2 separate regions of the Anas platyrhynchos genome follow, and region 2 is linked to region 1. The links are chromatin contacts, called in public Hi-C maps. All regions are on one chromosome and are shown on one strand. Each heading gives the region's core, a stretch centred on a gene start, on an enhancer-like site or on the middle of the called end of the contact. The rest is flanking DNA. Distances are from core to core; before and after follow the strand shown. Region 1 has its middle 11 kb from the start of MBOAT1. Region 2 holds the start of CDKAL1 (CDKAL1 threonylcarbamoyladenosine tRNA methylthiotransferase).

Evidence for each region. Hi-C and Micro-C count contacts between places; a contact is called where the count stands out from the background.
Region 2: a Hi-C map of skeletal muscle shows a contact between it and region 1, with 3 times the contacts expected there. The contact joins the promoter of CDKAL1 here to the enhancer-like site in region 1. A contact is called at or near these places in 2 of 8 Hi-C or Micro-C datasets (liver and skeletal muscle).

Annotation. Positions count from the first base shown.
Region 1 is chr2:109,169,650-109,174,179 of IASCAAS_PekinDuck_T2T, reverse strand. No RefSeq gene overlaps it. Among named protein-coding and RNA genes, the nearest start is that of MBOAT1, 11 kb to the right of the region's middle. Within about 2 kb of position 1,874, at least 1 of the 8 cell types and tissues checked has an H3K27ac peak or open chromatin away from gene starts, as enhancers often do.
Region 2 is chr2:109,229,896-109,234,425 of IASCAAS_PekinDuck_T2T, reverse strand. CDKAL1 (CDKAL1 threonylcarbamoyladenosine tRNA methylthiotransferase) reads right to left here and starts at 2,441. Exons shown (of 18, transcript XM_072033334.1): 1 at 2,352-2,441; 2 at 464-501.

The DNA of each region.
Region 1 (4,530 bases), core at 625-3,124:
ACTTTGGAGACTGTTGTACTGAGATTAGGGAGGTGTTCATGAACTAGTCAACTACTTCATCAATGTTGTATCAAATGTTATGTCTCTCTGCATTCCAGAAAAGATTGTGGGTAAGTATTCAATCTCTCAGAAACACGAGAAATCTCATATTTTGAGGTAAAGGACACCAAAGACCATAGGATAGTTGCGTACTTCTGATTTACCCAGTGGAGCAGCACTACTGACATACAGACAAGGTCCAAGGAGAGGTATAAAATGAGACGCCTGATGATTCCTTTCTAGATCTAAGAGAGGCAAGAAGCCTCTGAAAGGGTGTCACGCTGCAGAACAAAGAGCCAAACATCGTGTGCATGTACTTGGCACGCACACATGTTGCTGATGGAAGATACTGGAGTTAACTTAGCAGAGAGCTATAGAAGCAGAAAAAAGTTGGCTGCCAAGACCTCTGGTGGGTATACAGGTCAGGGTCCCACTTGAAACAGAATTATTGCTTGACTAGATCACATCAGATGTGACTTTGAGATGGAAGCATCGTGGTAGACAGCACGAACAATCTTCTGATTATAAGCTCAGTGATAATAAATTATAGATATTTTTTTCCCAGATGCAACGGTCATAACCTTATACATACACTTCAGTTCACTGTCACTTCTCTTTCAAGTCACAAAAGCATTAGTCACCTACCAGAACAACTGTGCAAAACAACAACAAGCAAATGAAAAGATACATATCCAATTCTTCTCAGCTGTGCCTTAGAAACCCTCTACATCCACTGTCATTGTTGTGTATTAAAGCACGTATTGCCACTGAGAAAAAACTTACAAATGGAATAACTAAGCGCAGTCAAGCTTTTTGAATAGCTAGCTTTCCTTGCTGTTGCCTACTAATGCTGTTTGTATTTTAGGTTTTAAAAAAATTGTTTGTGCTAGCACAAGTACAAGGTCAGTGAGTAATTCAGTGAGTACTGATTTCACAGGAATGCTAGCAGAATATGTTAAAAAAGTTGATGCTGAGCAATATAGCTTGCTACTACCTACCAGCAAAATCTCAAATAAGGTTATCTGTCCAGAGATTTATGTGTTACAGAGAAAGTAACAGTATCTAGGAACACTTCTGCACACCTTCACCATTCTCTCTAAAGGTTTATGGGCATGGTTCAGGAATCATTCTGGGTGCAGGCCCCTTCCTGGTAAAGCATCTGAATCATAACCACTGTTTTGCAGGGTATTATGGACTCCTAATTTCACTGACATGTCCACCCAATGGCTTGTGCTTTAATAGAATGCAAAACTGCAGTTCCTGGAAAGGAATTTAAACTTAATTTTAAAATCAAAAGAGATGGAACATTCCCCATACAGGAGAGGGGTGGAAGGTGAGGAGGTGCGAAGGGGGGAGTTGGGATTGAATTTATTTATATGGAAGGGAACCATTTGAGTTTACTGCTTTGGAATACATGGCTGCAAGTTCCAGTCACTGATTTTTTATATATTTATTTATTTATTTATTCCTGCTAGTCCATGGTGATTCAGTTCTTTCTGCTTCAGAAGGTACTTATACACTGTGATCAAGCTTAGTTTTTATAACATGGTATTTTCCAGTTCTCTGTTCATAAGGCATAATAATGCTGTTCTTTTCTGCATCAACACCCATTTTCAACATCCTTTTAAATAAGGATAGCTTAATGCAGTTATGTGGACTTCTGTTGTAGTCTTAGTTCTCAGTTCCCTCCCTCTTACCTTTTTTCTCTGCACTAATTTCCAGCTCATACCAAGTCTCAGCATCACACTTGAAAACTTTGTTCACCTTTGTGCAGTCTACAGTCTCTCATGTTGTAGGCAGAGCCTGTGTTTCTTGTTTCAGTACTATGTTTTGCTATTGTTTGTTTGAAAAGGTCCAGGTCACCCCAGAATGACTAAGATCACTCTGTACAAGTGCCCTGTCCTTGCAAGTAATTCTAGTCAGGCAAATCTGTGCTGTCCACACACATTACAAGAAGTGACTTCTTATTTACAAACTTGTAATAATTCTACTATCTTCATTTAATAATAACCCAAAATATAATAATTTCAGAATGTAAAACTAACAAAGGTCTGCATAAGTATCTTTCTTTTTGTAAATAGCAATACAATGACCTTAATTTCCTAATATTTTTGTATGTTTTAATCTTTTTTAAATTCTATATTGTATTGCTATCCCTTTATTATTTTTCATTTTTTTTAACTTTTTTTTTTTTTTTTTCTCTCCAAGTACTCTCCATTTTGTAGTTAATATAGCATTCTTTTTCTTAAATATGTACATGTATTCTCCAGCATATAACTACAGAGCTGCTATGGATCAGACACTTAATGGTGACATTCAGGCTTCGGGATCTTATTCTTTAGGGCAGGTTTCTTTGAGTTTGGAGGGTTTCTCAAGATCAAAAAAGCCTTAATAAGGGAATATCCTGAGCCAGTTCACTGTAAACTACAAAGGGGCAATGTCAAGATGGAGCTATCTGGCAGTGAAAACAGCACTTGAAAATGCAGATAGTACTATGCAGAAGCTTTGCCTAGTCAATTCTGTATTCTCAGCAAAGTCTTCCATGAAATATCCATCTAATTCTAAAAACAATTTATGAGAGAGAAATAGAACAGTTTAACCTAAGTAGCAGTATATATATAAAAATACATACTGTATATATATATGAGTAGCAGAATATGATGACTAGTTTGGAGTAAAGCAGAATTAACACTTTTGTCCTCATCTGTTCTATTAAACACACATCAGAGCCCTTCCTGAAGCTCAAGGATCTCATGTTTCCATAGGCCAAAGGCATGTACATAGTTTAAACAGTCAACATAAACAATCAGTGCAGCTTTTAAAAAAACAGCTAATCCATTTCTATTTGTTAGTAGCCCATCTGGTCAATCATTTGCTTCTCAGGAAGTCTGCTAACCATCTGGAAGTTTCTACTCTTCTACTTGTGGCCATGTATAACATACAACATTCACTTACAACAACTTAAAATTTACTTTCCTCTTTACACTCTATCTGTTAAATGGCTCTTGAAATACTTGCTTGGAGCAGCAAGTATTTCCAAGTATGTAGTGTCCTGCTTTTCCCATTTGCAGTCTTGAATTCAGACATGAATTTCAAGCACTAGAAAGTCTCCAGCTTTATTTTTCAGCAGAAATATTTCAATTATCCCCCCTTTATCACATTAGAAGAAACAGAGGACAAAAGCAGTCAACTGAGTTCTTGATATTTTGAGATGAAGCAGTGTGGGGAGAATAACCATCTTTTTTAGATCTAACCAAATAGAGAAAGTTAAAATTGGGATTCCCTATTTTGACTCATTCTTTCCTGTATGTCTCCATGTTTCTGGAAAGCATTTTTTTGCTGCAGTGTTGTATGGAGTGGGCTCTGAAAAGAAACAGTGTACTCAAGGTAGGTGAAGCAGTTTTGAAATGAAAGTAGCATGGGCACATGTTGCACTGTTTCCAAGAAGAGACTGTCAGTTAACAATTCTCATTGTTTTAGACGATCTGTCTCCTTTGTTACATAATTTCACACTGTGTAAAAAAATAAGTCAAACACAATCTTTAACTATAGTCACACACCATCATTTATGGATTTTCACTTCTTGTTTTCTTTCCATTGTGTCCTTTGGAAATATAAAAGTTATCTCTGCATTTTGTGCTCTTCACTGTACACGAAAATGGATGTTATATCTGCAGGGATCTTAATACAACTAATGTGGACTTTGGAAAAGAATTTTTAATTTCAAGATTCCAGCACATGTGAGGAACCAAAGCAACAGTTTGAGCAAGGAGTCAGCTCATAATCTATCTGCACACCCAACATGAGCTGAATTGAGCAAACTAGAATAGGCATTGTGGCATTAGGTTGTGCTTTACCATCCCGTAGAGCACAGGATAGTTTTAGTGTTCCAAAAGCCTGATGTAAAACCCTGGGATGCTGTTACCAACCCACCCTTCCACTCCCATGCCCAGAAATACCTTGCAGTAGGAAAAATCACTGTGCAGAGCCATGGCTTGCCAATGTGGAAAGGACAAAAAGCCTTGCTCTTCTTTACCTCTCTCACTGTTAAATCTACAGTGTAGGGGCATGTGGAAACTATTGGCAAATCCAATAGAAAGGGGAAATAGGGACTATTGAGCAGGGATACCCAGAGTAACAAAGTTTCAGCAATATTAATTCTGCATGGCACACTATTGTGTTCTCTGCACATCACAGGAGTCAGAGTGCTTTGTGGGGACAGCCAGGCAATGACAGCACAGCCACTGAATAAGCTCCTCTGTGGTGGCTGAGGGAAGGGCTTTGCCTGCAAACATGGGGATTTGGGACTGGATTACAGAGTATTGCTCTTTTTCAGAAACTATCCCACTGCCTTTTCATTTTTCTGGTCCCATATATGACACCCATAGTGGCTGTCAGCAAGGAGCTAGAGCAGCAATGCATGAGATGTATCTGCAATGTAACTAGATAAGATAAACTTAGATTAAATCAGGAGCCTTTAAGTCTTTCTTA
Region 2 (4,530 bases), core at 1,192-3,691, 60 kb before region 1:
GAACCACTCCTACGTCTTCACTACCAATCCGTTCTGGTGCAAACAAGTGAGGGTAGATTTTCAGTTACCAGCAGGGCTTTATATGGAAATGCAAACACCAAAACACAAAATGAGGCAAGTTTATACAGTACATAACAAACAACATGGCTTAACTGTTCAGGTGCTGGCTCATCCCAAACTCCCCTTTGTGTGCCTACGCCTGCTCTAGCTCATGAAGCTCCACATTGCTCACACTGAAGAGGAAAAAAAAAGGCGACATCCCCTACACTGCTTTATACTGCTAACAGAACATAGGAATATGTAATAGTAATCAACACAGGAAATGAAAAAAAAGCATTTTGGTTTGGGTCCCCCAGTCTCTTCTCGAAACATTTCTGATACAACGGAACAGCTTGCAAAACAAATAAGCTTAATATATTTCCACGGCCCACAAAAGAAAGAACACAGCCAACTAAATTCATACCTTTTTAAGCACGACCGAAATCCCTTTGGATGATAAACCTGGAGAAAAAAAAAAAAATAAGAAAAAAAAAAAGATACAGCATGAACTACCACAACTATCAGACAGAAAACCATGAGTGGAAGTTACCGCCCATTAAGTACTCATCCTGCCATTGCAGAAATCTGTTTTCTACTTTGACATGCTTAAAGCCTCCAGAGGATAAGATGGGGTACACCTGCTGACTGACTGACAAGCTGCAACAGTTGCCGAATTTCCCCCGTTCTTCACCCAGACTGTAATCTTCTTGTCCTTGTTTTATAGAATCATATTTTTGTGAGAGTCTGATGTATCCTTTCAGATTTCTCCTCCTCCAGATTTTTTAAGTCTTCAAACAGGAGTTTAAAATTTGGATCATAAGAAGGGAAAGGGACAGACTGACAAGAAGAACACACTTTCATAAACTTAATTTCCTTCAAGAGTTTGTTTAACAGTAAAATTTAGCTAAAGGCATTCACAACTTTTTATTATTATGGAATTTCGGAAGGCAGACTGAATCGTTCAGGACACTGGTAGAGAGGGTCCCTTGGGAGTCTGTCCTCAAGGGCAAAGGGGTCCAGGAAAGCTGGACATTCCGCAAGTAGGGAGTCTTCAAGGTGCAGAAGCAAGCTGCTCCCACGTGCCCTAAGTTGAGCCAACGAGGAAGAAGACTGGCATGGCTGAACAGGGAACTTTTGCTGTATATTTAGGAGAAAAAGAGAGTTTATGTCCTATGAGAGAAGGGACAGGCAGCTCGGGGAAGAGTACAAGGAAGTTGCCAGCATATGCAGAGAAAAAATCAGAAAGGCTAAAGCCCACCACAAGCTCAACGTGGCCGCTATAGTCAAGGATAACAAAAAATGTTTTTATAAATATATTAATGGCAAGAAGAGAGCCAAGAAGAATCTCCGTTCTTTACTGGATACAGGGGAAAACATGATTACTAAAGATAAGGAAAAGGCTGAGGTTCTTAATGCCTTCTTTACATCTGTCTTTACTAGCCAGCCCAATTATCCTTGGGGTACTCAGCCACCTGACCTGGAAGTCTGGGATGGGGAGCAGAATGCCCAGACAGTTCAGGTGCAAACAGTTATAGAGACCTGCTGCTCCACCTGGGCCATCACAAGTCCATGGGGCCAAATGGGATCCTCCCGAGGGTGCTGAGGGAGCTGGTGGATGTGACTGATGGGCCGCTTTCCATCATCTACCAGCGGTCACGGTCATCCAGAGAGGTGCCAGATGACTGGAGACTTGCTAACGTGACACCCATCTATAAGAAGGGTGGTAAGGAGGACCTGGGGAACTTCAGGCCTGTCAGCCTGAGCTTGGTGCTAGGAAAGGTGATGGAACAGGTCATCTTGTGGGCAATCATGGGCCCAGAGAGTGGTGGTGAACGGAGTAAAATCCAGCTGGTGACCGGTCAGGAGCGGTGCTCCACAGGGGTCGGTGCTGAGGCCCATGCTCTTTAATACCTTTGCTGATGATTTGGATGAGGGAATTGAGCACACCCTTAGTTATCTGCAGTGGACACCAAGCTGGGGGTGAAGTACCGATGTGCAGGAGGGTAGGAAGGCCCTGCAGAGAGACCTGGGCAGGATGGGTGGATGGGCAGAGGCCAAGGGGATGAGGCTCAACACGGCCAAGCACCGGGTCCCGCAGTGTGGCCACAACCACCCCACGCCGCGCCACAGGCTGGGGGCGGAGGGGCTGGGAAGCTGCGCGGAGGGAAAGACCCGGGGGTGCTGCCTGACGGGGGCCTGAACCGAGCCAGCAGCGTGCCAGGCGGCCAAAGAGGCCAGCGGCACCCCGACCTCCCCCTCCCCAGGGGGCTCCCGGCGCTAACGGCCGCCAACCGCCCGCGCGCGCCGCTCACCTCAGCCGGGCTCCGCCATCACGGCCCGGCCGCCCCGCCCACACCGCCAGCCGCCGCGCGCGGGTGGGAGGGGCCGCGACGGCGGCCGGCGGAGGGCAAAAGAGTGCGGCGGGGCGCGGCCGCCCTGAGGGCGCTGGGGTTCCATCAGCCTTCAAAGCCTAACGCTGTTAGGGCTTGTGTTTGGCGTCCACTGTACACTCAAATCCAACGATATTTGGGTCTTTTCCTTTAAAATCAGTTCATACGACGTTGGTTAACACACTTAACTCTGTATGGCTGAGGTTCCTGGCGCTGTTTTTCCCCAGTCTAGCTCTAGGAGCAACCTTCCCCATCCGTATTTCGGAATATGCGCTTCAGCATGTGTCCACGCTCACCACTACATGTGGGACCCCGAGCAGCCAAACCAATTTTGAGATCAGTTTCCTTGCAGACCAAAGCATTACAATGCCATTGCTCTGTTCTTAATGCACACAGCCTAAAAAGTTACTTTATATGGCACCTTTATTTTCTGGGGTTCCCCCCTGTGTCCTGCTTCGAATTATAAGACCTGCCATCTTTGTAATCATCTTTCACATGTTAAGCTGCTCTCTTTACAAGCCCATCGAACCATTATTTCACTGCAGATAGCAGCTTGTAGGCCCCCTCACCTGGAGGGGAAGGGAATGAGAGCCCCAAGTGTATTCCTTAATAGGCCCACTGGTCTGCTAAAATTTGGCAACTTCTTGCTATGAATATCGCTTCCCCTCCTCCTCCTCCTTTTTCTTAAAAATGGTGCTTATTTTATGTCACTCTTATCTGGCAACATTCACTGGCAAGCAAACAATAAAAACAACAACAAAAAAGATAATAACAACAAAGTAATGGGAGACATTTGAAAAGGAAAACTGGGATGGAAAGGAAGAAGCACTTAACTGGAATCAAGCTTTACTACCAAATCATTCTAGGCAGGACTAAGGCACTCTTAATATCATCTAGCCTTATGATAAAGTCATGGTTACAGTTTAACATACACTTGCCTTCATGATTGATCCTTGTTTAAACACGCATGTACTTTGCAGAGATACTCTCCATAAGACACCGTGATGTGTAACTCATCATTTTTGCAGCATTTTTAGCCCAGAAGATAATTATCTTAAAATCAGTAGATGTGTTAATCTATTTTAGACATCCTCCTTCACAGTACAGTGTAAGTAGTCCTTGGTATGTCAGTACATAGTGATATATGTATTACCAATCTTTGTATATTAACTGCTTTCCTAGCGGGTTAGGGATTCTCTTCCCTTTCCAGTTTCCTGTGTTTTTTATTTTATTTTTTTTATAGTTATTTCATTTGCAGTCCTTGAATTAAACTTTTCTATTCTGGGATCACTGCCCTACCCCACAGTTATCTTGACTAGCCAAGTGTTAGTTAGCCCTGTGGTTAAACAAAACTGGGCAGACATCAGCACTATTTTGTGGTCGACTAAAAGAGCAGAGCATAGATAGCCTGTGAGACCTATCCAAAATCTCCAGATGGCCAAGATTCACAGGACGGTATTTATTAAGGGGAGGCAGGGAGCTCCCAGAGCAGCTCCCGGGTAGGAATAACAGCAGCTCTCTGCGAGTCCCATACCTAGTGACAGAAATAGGCCATGCTGATCAGTTTCAGCATGATCCGGCAGAGCCCTTACTTTGTCCCACTGCCAAGAATTCGTAATATCAAGCAGCCCTTGTGCCAGCACAGTCCTATTCAGTCCTAGGATGTAGCCACAACATGGAGGGAACCCTGTAAGTGCTTTTGAAGCTTGCAAGTCTCAATTGCTTTTGTAGCATATTCATAAAAAGTGATCAAGCTGCACAGAGGCTGCTGGTAATGCCCCAGCAGGTGGCACGGGAACCAGATGACTGTGGTAAGAAAGCTTAGCTATGGCCACCTGGGAAAGTTGCTTTTTAAGAGACAGCAGCTGGAAGCCCCAGCAATGACCTTGAGAAGACTGGCAATATAGTTTCAGTCCCCGAGTTCCCCAAAAAAAGCTTTAGAAGATGTCCTTCCTAGACGGCCTGCGTAGCTTACTTCCTGCTCCCCAGGGGTGATGGACTCCGACTCCAGCCTCAGCCTTACCATCTAAAGTCATTCTGGGTTTTGCAGAAATAGGTAAACATTTTTGGAAATACAAAAACTACTAGGAAAATGAAATAC